3 separate regions of the Sus scrofa genome follow, and all the other regions are linked to region 1. A link is a contact called in public HiChIP or PLAC-seq data. All regions are on one chromosome and are shown on one strand. The core of a region is the stretch at or near the end of the contact, and the rest is flanking DNA. Distances in the headings are between cores, read along the strand shown.

Region 1 (3,370 bases), core at 856-3,355:
ATTCCGGTGGAATATATAACTTAAGTAGTTGAGCTGATAAGTAACAGAATACTTTTTTATGCTTAAACATAGATATTTGGTTTATTAGAAGGCATAATATGTGTGACTTTTTGTGTCCACAAATTGAGAAGACTTACAACCAAAAAGGCAGTGCTCAAGAATGAAAACGGTAAACTCTGGTCATGGCACAGAGGAAATGAATCTGACTAGTATCCATGAGGACACAGGCTTGATACCTGGCCTTGCTCAGCGGGTTAAGGATCTGGTGTTGCTGTGAGTTGAGGTGTAGGTCACAGACCCAGCTCGGATCCAGCGTTGCTGTGGCTGTGGTGTAGGCCATCAGCTACAGTTTCAATTAAACCCCCAGCCTGGGCACTTCCATATGCCCCAGGTGCAGCCCTAAAAAGACAAAAAAAAAAAAAAGAATGCAAACGGTCTTTAGCATTAACCCTCCACCTGCTAATCTAACTGGAATGATGGGTGCAGAGCTAAGAACAGCTCACGATAAAAGAGGGATTTAATACGGTATCACAATAGTATTCAGATGCTTTTGACAAACTGGGTCTCTCACTTTGTGAAGTAAGCCATTAACCTTGGAGTTAAGCTGCCAAGTTCCTTTTGGAAAGCAACTGCTTCCTCCTGTCCCCTGTTCCTTCCTCATCTCACCCTTCAAAGCTGCCTTTTCTCATTGTAGAAGAGGGGCACTCTTCAATTCCAGGGTACTCCGTAAGAAATGGAGCAGAGATGAGCCCCCCAGACACCAGAACTTGATACCATACGCCCCGCCCTAGCGCCTGGGCAGGAAAACGGCAGAAAAGGACTAGGGGCTGAGCACTAACGGGTGTCTGTCTAGAAAGCAACCCTCCTAGGTTTGCTTTGGAAAGCAGACTGGCCTTGAGGTCGGAAGTGCAGCTCCCAGACCAACCTGCCTAACAAAGAGTTATCTGGTTAGGGGTTGAGCCTTCCATTCACAAACCGCGCTCAGGAGAAAAAACATTTTTAAGAGTATATTCTACTTCTCTAGGATATAAAGTCAAGAAAAAGACAAAATGTGATTCCTGGTGCCAGAATAAGGAAGCAACTTCGGGAACACGTTCCGTAGAGGGGGCCGCTCGCACCTACCTCCGCAGGTGGAGCGCATCAACGCTGCGCCTCTCCCGAGGGCTGCTCGGGGTCTCGGGCTTACACGCCCCAGCTTCGGGCAGGGCCCATTAACTTAATGAACTGAGGGGAAAATATTCCCGAGAAGCTCCACTACTTGAATTTATTTGGGGTAGCCCCAAGCTCCCAAGCTTTAGAAACTTTTTCCCGCCGGCCTTCCAGACATTTCTCGCGCTAAAAGCAGCGGGGCAGAACCAATGAAAATCAAAGGAAAGGGAGGCGGGGGAGTAAGAAACTTCCCTTACGGGGGACTCCCTGGGCTCACACCCCCGCCGGCAGTACCCTGCCCGCGGCCCCCGAGAGTCACCTGAACCCCGCGCTCCTGGCGGCTTCTCCCGCGCTCCCGGGGGCCCAGAAGTCGCCGCCAATCCGCGGGCGCCGAGCCAGGAGGCCGAGCCAGTACTGCTGCAGGAGCCGGCCGCGTCCAGTCGCCATGGAGACCCAGCTGGAGCACCAGCAGCGCCCTCCTCCTTCCTACCGTCGCACCGCCCAGGGTCACGCCCACTCGACGCCAGCGCACGCCCCGACGTGCGTACGCAACGGAGGGGCGGGGTCAAGAACCACACCGCCTTTCCACTCGGAGTGGTTCTAGGAACGTATGGGGCCCGGTTTCTAGCAACTGCTGGAAGTCCTGACGCCTAGCAAGTGTATCGCCTGGACTTTACGGCGGCTACGCCCTTGCCCCTCCCCCTTGCTGACTCTGGCACTTTGCGGCTGCTTCCTGTCTGATTTCCTTGGAGAAACAAATACAAAGGCTGTGACACTTGGCCTTAAGGAAAGGCATAGCCACAGTCACACCGAGAACTTCCCAGTTTACATAGCCCTCTTTAGAGGGTTGTAAGAACTTGCAGTTTCTAATTGCTAACTTGACCTTCCTAGGTGCGTTTTGTGCTACGCAGAGCAGGGAGCCCCGCCCACCGTCCCAACATGGTCTCGCCTTTCTGTCGCGCCCAGTACGTGCGGTGTGTGCGCAGGCGGCCACGCAGAGGAGCTTGGGAGGCAGCCTTGGACTGTGGGAGATGTAGGCCTAAGGCCACTGCCCTTGCAGCAACTCTGTGAGGGGTGCTGCCCTCAAACTACAATTCCCAGGATTCTTAGGGGCTTCCTAGGTTACTTTGCAAAGGCCTGGCGGGGACAATGTGAATGTCAGCATAGAAAGTAATGAAAGCACATTAATTCAAGTAAAAAGAGGGCCGGAGAGAAGGGAAAGTGGACGTCAGCTCCTTTACGGAGACTTTTTGTCTTGATTTATGCTCCTTGTTTTTTTTTTTTTGCCGGACACGCAGTGCAGAACTACCGATGTGAATGCGGACTTAAGTCCGCCTCTGGCCGGGTGTGGAGTTGGTAGTGAAGATTTGCTCATCTTAGCTGGCATCTTCCCTCAGCGGAGCGGCTTTCTGTGAACATGATTTGTACCTTACTACGAGCTGTACGGTGCACGGGAAAGCTGCACAGCTTCTCGGGGAAGCAGTTGTTTTTGCCACACTTTGTACTTAACAAAGCTTGCTTGAAGACTGTGCCCAGTTTGAGGTGGGCTCTGCAAGAGCAGAAGACGGTACGACCTAGGTGTATTTGGGGAGTCACCCAGAAGACCATCTGGACGCAAGGACAGAGCACGCAGAGAGCGAAAGAGGACAGCGACAAACAAGTGTCTGTGCACAGAAGTCAGGGCGGGGATACTGCCGTCTCAACGTCACAGAAAGGTAAAAAGGAATTCCCTGTAACTATCAGTCTTTCAGCCAACGTGACGAGAGCTGCTACTGCCCTTCTACACAAGTTCAGTGCTGAGCATAAACAGCTTACACAAATTAAAAGGTAGAACCATTACACAGTTAAGAATTAGAGCATATGAGCCTACAGGTCTTTTCACAAATTCGAACTGAAATATGAAAGTTGATTTTGATAAAACTTAGTTGAATTGTGTCTGTAAATTTTTTCTCAACTTTTACTTGTGGAAAGAACTATGTAAAACTTAACCGTTGTTTAATACTTTACAATAGATAAGTACATTTCCCAGATGTTATTTCATCTCATTTGAGTCTCACATTTACTCTTTCAGACGTTAGTATTCATTAGTATGTACGAAGCATATTTGCCCAATTTCACACAATTCAAAATTGAATGTGAGTCTTCCTTATCCTCAGTTTTCTAATATCCAGGCCAGTGCTTTTTAAAACAACCACCCCTGTGTCTTTAGTCTTTGATAACA
Region 2 (3,529 bases), core at 29-2,528, 270 kb after region 1:
CAGTTTTAATTTTATCTTTTATTAAAGTATATTGATTTACAATGTTGTGGGCATATTCACTTTTTACTTGTACCCAAGCTTCCTCTTTGCTCTTATTTAGTACCACCACATACCCGTAAAATTTTAATAAACAGGTAATGTGTTACAGATTTTACTCTAAATCACTTTTTGCCATGTTTTTCACCAAATTCAGTCTCATTCCATCAAGAATCTCATTTATAGATAGCCGAACTAATTTTTTTAAAGCCTAATAGATTTGAGTGAAGGATATATGTCCAATAAATTCAAATTACTTACAAAAGTGTATAATATATGTAGGTGGTTTTTAATCAATCATGTACTACTAATAATTGTAATAAGAATTTAATCTAGAAGAGAAAAAAATTAACAGAATTTTCTAGTTACAGGAAAGTAAATACTGATTTAAATTTTTATACATATTGTACAAATGTATAAAAGTATAACAGTATCATTAATAGTATCAAGTATAAATGATATTTAATGATTTATAAATGAAATGCTGCAATTAAAAAAAATTCTGCAACGGATATTGATGAAAACAGAATTTCAAGGGAAAAACAAACCATGTAAAAATTTAAGTAATCTTATTTAAAAATATTTACAGGATGTGAGGAACTACATCCATTCCAACTATAAAATTGTCATTAAAACTACAACAACAACATAGAATATGGGAAGGGTAAAATCTTTCCCAAATTTTTTGGGTGATGCTCTAAAGGAGATAATCACACCCTCGGAGAAATAGTAGACGCTCAATAAGTAAATGGTGGGTCTACTTTCTTCATTAATTCCTAGGATTACTGGATCTAAATACTAAAATAATTCCTCTTAGTAACGGTGAAGGCTTGGTGAACAAAGTGCCAAAGATACGTGAAACGGAAACCTGTGTGACCAGGAAAACATGCTTCAGGAACCCGCGGGAATGGGGACTCTGGGTAGGGGGGTGTGGGCACCTCAATCCCGGACCACTTCACACAAAACACTACCTCTCCAACCCCACGGTTGAGGCAAAAGGCGGAAGACCAAAGTAGATCGCCGCCGGGCTCGCGCTTTTAAGCCCTGGCCTCCCAGGTCTCAGCCTCGCCTCCTGCCGGCGCCGCGCTCCGAACAGCGGAGGGCGGGGCGGCGCAGTTTCCGGCCAGGTCCGGGATTGGCGGACTGCACGGCGGCGAGGCGGGGATACGCCAGTGCTCCGGTCGAGGTCTGGGATTGGTGGATGGGGCGGCTGCGGGGCGGGCCCGCACAGGGGGCGTGACCGAGACACGTGGTGCGGAACCCGAGCTGTAGCAGCTGGCTGGTGAGCGGCCTTCCCGGGGAAGGAGGTCCCTGTGGACAGGGAGGTTCCTGCAGGCGGCGGGAGCAGGGCCGAGGCCGGGAGCGTGGGGTCCAGGCCGCCTCCCGGCAGGCAGGGGAGACCGGTCGCTGCGCGGCGGGCCAGGGACCAGGCCAGCTCTGAGGGGCCTGTGGCCGGCCCTGACGGGAGAAGAGGGCGTCCACTCAGAATGCGGCCCGCTCCAGTCAGAATGGGGTCCGGGGCGGCGGCGGGGAGGACGCACACTGACCCGCCTGTGAGCAACCCCTCCCCACCCCCGCCCTCCGCAACAGTGAGGCCCGCAGAAAACTAAAGCCTGTCTCTCGGCTGCAGAGACCTTTGGCGGAGGCCTGAGGTTGGTGTTGCAGGACGGCCTGCGCTCAGGGTCGGAGGCCCGGGGTCAGGGTCTCCACCCTCACTTAAGGCTGGGAGGTTGCACGTGGCTGCCCTGAGGCAGTCTCCGGGAGTGATGCTTGGTCCTGCGTCGGCCTGTCCTGAGTCCTTGGGCCTCCGACCCGCCCTCGCCCGCGCGGGAACCTGGTGCTGACTCAGCGACCCGGCGGAGATTTTATTTATGCCTTTGTCATCCCTGGTGTTTGCAGGGAGGGGTGGTGAGGAATAATTTTGTAGAACTGTATGTTTGGGATTAAAGTTCTAGATTGAGCAAATCAGAGGTTCCTACTCCTGTTGCAGTGGTTTTTACACAGAGCTGAAGCCCTCATTCAAGAGTCCCTTTACTTTTGCATGTGCCTTGAATTAAGGAGGTCAGGATGGAGCCTCAGAACTGAAAGAATCTTTGTAGGGATTGCTGGGTGGTTCCAGGTGGTACCACCAGCCCTTCTTCCCCTCACTGGAGTTTCAGTGTTGAAGTTACTTTACTCCCCAGGAACCTTAGATTCCAAGAAGGGAGTGAGGCTGGTGTTTACTTCCAGACAATAGGGTTTGCTTTTGTTCACTCCAACTCAATGCTTTTACCCTAATAAATGGGGTTCACCAGGGCATATAAAAGTGGTCCCCATTTAGAGTTCCCTCCTGGCTCAGCAGGTTAAGTATCTGGCGTTGTTACTGCTGTGGCTCAAGTCATTGCTGTGGTGGGGATTCTGGGAGCTTCTGCATGTCATGGTGCAAGTCCCCCCACCTTAGCCCCCCAGAAAAAAGTAGTCCGTTGTAATGGCTTTGGTACTGGCCAGTTGGTGAAACAGGAATAACTGTGCATGGGAGGGAGAAAGGGGCTCTGGCCTAACCTCTCTGACCCAGTTAGCAGTTCAGAGATGTTGTTTTTCCACCTGGTGAGGTGGCAGGAAGAGCTGAATAATCCAGTCTCTGTTTACTCTCCTTTGGTTAAAGATTCAACTTAGATAGCTATATATTTGACTTTAGCTGGAAGGCGATTGGTTAACTGGGCTGCAAAAAGCATAATGCTAATGAGAATATATCACAGTGAGCATGGAATTTGTGCTGTGTAATGACCAGGAACTCAAATGAAGAGTATCTGGTGTAGCATACTGTTCTGCTAAATAGGTTTTCCTTTATGATTGAAAATCTGACTTCTATGCAGTGTATGCATTTATGAACCTTGTCTTCCAAAAGGCTGAAACAATCTGAGTTGGCAGGGAGATATTTAACTGTTTCATGCTCTGTTGTGGTTGTTGGAAGAGGATTGCCTTTACTAAACTCAAGCTGCACATCCTTGATCTGTTGAGCAGCTACCAAGCTTACTATCTCAGTGGACAAAGTCTGTCCTCTGTTTAGAAGTCACTTCAGAATCCTCTACCAAGAAGAAAATTCTCTGTAATTCGGTGTGTCCATACACAGCCACTTCTCTGGTGTCCCACTTCAGAGCTACATGGATGTGGTAGGGTCTTGTGACTCCACAGCTGCAGTTGTGAAATTCTTCCTGTCCCTGCAGTGCTGAATTTGCTCTGAAAGGAGTCACTGAACTCCTTTCAGTCAGTGCTGAGGTTTGGGTTTTGCCATTTGATGGAATCTGAGTTGTCCATTGAAGGAAGTGGGGGAGAACCAATTTTGAAAGCCCCATTTCTGGGATTATTATCTTTGTTTCGTCTTGATTGCAGTTTTTAAAGATGATGAATCAAATGATTTCTTTTCCCCTGAATCTGTATGGTGGAGCATGACATAATGGGTCTCACACTGGAGTTAGAAAATGCCCGTGGGAGGCCAGACATTTCTTTATTT
Region 3 (3,585 bases), core at 196-2,695, 340 kb after region 1:
GAAATAGCTATTAAAAGGTGCATGGGGAGTTCCCATCGTGGCGCAGTGGTTAACGAATCCGACTAGGAACCATGAGGTTGCATGTTTGATCCCTGCCCTTGCTCAGTGGGTTAACGATCCGGCGTTGCCGTGAGCTGTGGTGTAGGTCGCAGACGCGGCTCAGATCCTGCGTTGCTGTGGCTCTGGCGTAGGCTGGCAGCTACAGCTCCGATTCGATCCCTAGCCTGGGAACCTCCATATGCTGTGGGAGTGGCCCAAGAAATGGCAAAAAGACAAAACCAAAAAAAAAAAAAAGGTGCATGGTAGGCTGGAAAAAGGTTGACACTGTAAGTTTAAAGGTAAGTTCCACTTTTACTAGAGGTGTAAGCTTGGAATAGCTATTTGATCTTCTAAACAGCAATTTCCTAGTGGGTTACAGTAAGAATTCGACCAGATAATGTCTATGAAAATTACCCTATAAAACAGTATTAAAAGTGTTATCATCACCGGAATATTCTGATTTAAAAGGAAGTGAGCTGGAACTGTCCTTGAGAGGTTTGGTCTAGAAAGCCTATCATTATAAGGTCATCACTTAAAAACTCCATTTACTTAAAATTATACAAATCTGATTATTTAAAACATTTCCCTATACCTACAAGATAAAGTCAAAACTTCCCAGCAAGCTGTATCTTCACAATCTGATCCCGGGTGGGATAATGCCGCTCCTCTACACCTCTTTGTCAATGCACTTTTCGAGGTGTGGTCTTCCTTGCTAGATTTTGAGTTTTCAAAGAAATGGTTGGAAACTCAAGGTCCGCAAATGATCTCATGTAAGGGGCAGGTCAGGGCGTTGACTAATACGCCTCAGGTCGCGGCTTACTTTCTTCCTAACAATTTTTGTGCTGTACCGTTAACGTTTATAAAAACGGTCCATGCGTGGACGTTTTAAACACCCAGGCATTTTCGGCTTTTCTTGCCAAACTGGTGAACCAGTCAGCTTTTTTTCCTTCCCCTTAGTATCAGACTCTGCTCCTGGCTCCCTAAGGCCTGCGACCAAGGACCCCTTTTTGGAGTCAGTCGACAGACTTTTTTCATAATCTGGAGTTGCGCACGCGCCTGGCATAGCAGAAAAACCTGGTTCCTGTAGATGAGGGCCTCGGAGGCGCCAGGCACCACTCGGGCCGGCGAAGGCCGAGGGCAGCCGGCCGCCCGCCCCTCGAAGGCCTCGGGGTCCTCTAAGGCGGACGTGCGAGGGGGTGGAGTGAGGACGCTTAGGGTAGGGAGGAGTGCACTGTCCAGGGGGAAATCCTCTTCGGGACCCCCTGCAACCCCTACTTGGCCCTCGAGGTCAGACACCGCTAGCCTTCGAGCCTGACGCGCGTCTCCATTTCTTTACGTTGACTTCTTCGGCTTTCCGTTTTCCTCTCTTGGGGAGGGGCGGGACTTCCTGTTTCACAGCCTAGTGACTTCCGCCAAGAGCTGATAGACTAAAAACAACAGGCACACAGGTCGGCCGGCCAGTCGGGAGATAAAAAGGGACCTAGGCGTGGGTTCTACTAAGCCAGAGCCAAGACCTTGGTTTTCGGTCATGGCGTCCCCCGCTCTGTCCGCGAAGAAGTCCTCGGAACCGCCGGAAGTCGCTCAGCGGAGAGACAGGAAGTCCCTCCCCTTCCTCCCAGAGGGAAGACGGTGAGCCGGAGGAGTCAGTCAGAGGGGTGAGCAGGAGCGATTCCGTCGGCAAACAGGTAAGTTATTCTCTGGCCGGGGCGGGGGGTTTGGAGGCGGGGACCGTCCAGCGTCAGCGCGGGGCCGGGAGGCGGTGGCTTGAGGCCCCAGGCCCGGGCGGCTGGGCGCCGGGAGCCCCGCCAGGGCCCTTCGCTCTTCCTCCTCCCCCCTCCCCCCCGCCTCCGCCCCTCCCCGCTGGCCGGTCCCTCCCGACGCCGCCCAGACTCACCCGACACACGCCCGCCGCCCGGCCTCCGCTCCCGCCCGCTGCTGCTGGCTCCGCCGCCCGGACTTGCGCGGGGCCTCGGTTTCCCCGCGGGGCCGGCTGTCAGCGCGGAGGCTGCGATCCCGCGCACTCCGCGCGCCCCTGCCTGCAGTCGGGAGCTTCTCACCGCCAGGCTTTCCCCGATCCAACCGTACACGCCCGAGCGCGGAGCTGCCGCGGTGTCGGTTTAATGGCCTGGGCGGTCTGGGCTGTGGTTTCCTTCAGTCGACCGCCCTCTCCGGGCCTCCGGAGCTTCGCGGGCTCGCCGCTGCCACCCGCACCTTCTTCCGTTAAGGACGCGGGCGGGCAGTCTGTAACGCTGGTGACCGATCGCAGCGCGGCTGGAAGGGAGGGTCCTGGCCGCTGGGGTTCAGCCGCTATAAGCAGTTAAAGGGAGATCCCAGGATGCCGCACACCGCTGTTGGCAGCAGCGGGTTTCGCCCCAGTGGCTACCACCTCCTGCCAGCCAGCGGGCATGTCCTGTGTACGCTTGCCCGCCTCTGGAGTTTAGTCTGGTGGAGGTGGGCAGGAGCTGCTGACCTCTTTCGGTTGCAATGAGTTTTGAAAAGCCCATTTATTTTTCAAGGGGGGAATTCTGGAATAGGTCATCTTGGCCGGGTTGGCATCCATGGACACGCATGTAGTATTTCTTTATTTTATAGGTAAAGTAATGGTGATTGAGGGGTAAATTTTAAGTTTGTGCAGGTGGAACTAGTCACGATGTGCACCTGTTTTCAGGGAGGTGTTAGTCCAGTTGGAATACCAAATAGGGAAGGCAACCGAGGTATATTGGAACATCATTAATAAAGCTTATTTGATATATATAATATATGTAATATATATCTATATACACACACACTGTGTATACTTCATTTAGCATTGCAGTCTTGTAGGAATTATCACCTTTTCACCAACCGAGACTCAGATTAAATAATTTGGACAAAGTTAAATTACAGATTCAGATCTCAAATGTTTGTTATTCATTCTACTTCAAGTTTGCTACATGTGAAATTGCTAACTCCTATTGTCACCACCAAAAAACATTTAATACAAGGCTCTCTAGTAGCTAATGTCTTCTTGATGACATATACAGTAGTTGGGATTAATGCTGTAGAAGTTGATACTGGTTCCTTTTTTATTTTATTTTTTAAATAAAACTGCATTTTGGAATAATTTCAGGTTTACATAAAAGTTCCAAGATAGAACAGAATTCCACTGGTGTTCACCAAGGCACAGTGGCTTCATTTCAACAAACACTGGTTCCTGCTTCATTCCAGACACCATCCGAGGTGCAGGAAAGAGTAACATTGCTGTAGGTGATTTCAAGAGCCCGTTGAAGAGACAGATACATGAACAATTATAATGCCTTTTGCTGAGTACCAAAATGGAGATATGGTAGCATGACTGGGGTGGGAGTGATGAGAGCTTGCAGGATAGTACTTGAGTGAGGTCTCAAGGATCAGTGGGTATTCACTTGACTGATGGGACATCTTCCCAACATCCATTTTACTTCATTTTGTTTTATTAGAGAACTTCCTAACCCTTATAAAACAGACTTTTCTAATTTGATTCTCCATCCTCCTTACCCCTCCCAAAGTTCCTCTAAGAAGAGCTTT

What was found. HiChIP or PLAC-seq counts read pairs in DNA pulled down with a chosen protein or histone mark.
Region 2: a contact with region 1 is called in an H3K27ac HiChIP or PLAC-seq map of alveolar macrophages. The contact joins the promoter of CNDP2 here to the promoter of FBXO15 in region 1. A contact is called at or near these places in 2 of 5 promoter capture datasets (fetal liver and fetal skeletal muscle), 1 of 47 Hi-C or Micro-C datasets (fibroblasts) and 2 of 2 datasets of contacts at active chromatin or transcription factors (alveolar macrophages and skeletal muscle).
Region 3: an H3K27ac HiChIP or PLAC-seq map of alveolar macrophages shows a contact between it and region 1. The contact joins the promoter of ZNF407 here to the promoter of FBXO15 in region 1. A contact is called at or near these places in 1 of 5 promoter capture datasets (liver) and 2 of 2 datasets of contacts at active chromatin or transcription factors (alveolar macrophages and skeletal muscle).

The regions. Positions count from the first base shown.
Region 1 is chr1:149,854,767-149,858,136 of Sscrofa11.1, reverse strand. It overlaps FBXO15 (F-box only protein 15), which reads right to left and starts at 2,105. Exons shown (of 10, transcript XM_005659828.3): 1 at 1,469-2,105. The coding sequence starts at 1,596. TIMM21 (mitochondrial import inner membrane translocase subunit Tim21) reads left to right here and starts at 2,234. Exons shown (of 6, transcript XM_003353442.5): 1 at 2,234-2,864. The coding sequence starts at 2,567.
Region 2 is chr1:149,582,068-149,585,596 of Sscrofa11.1, reverse strand. It overlaps CNDP2 (carnosine dipeptidase 2), which reads left to right and starts at 1,278. Exons shown (of 12, transcript NM_001243707.1): 1 at 1,278-1,318.
Region 3 is chr1:149,515,144-149,518,728 of Sscrofa11.1, reverse strand. ZNF407 (zinc finger protein 407) reads left to right here and starts at 1,445. Exons shown (of 9, transcript XM_021073780.1): 1 at 1,445-1,724.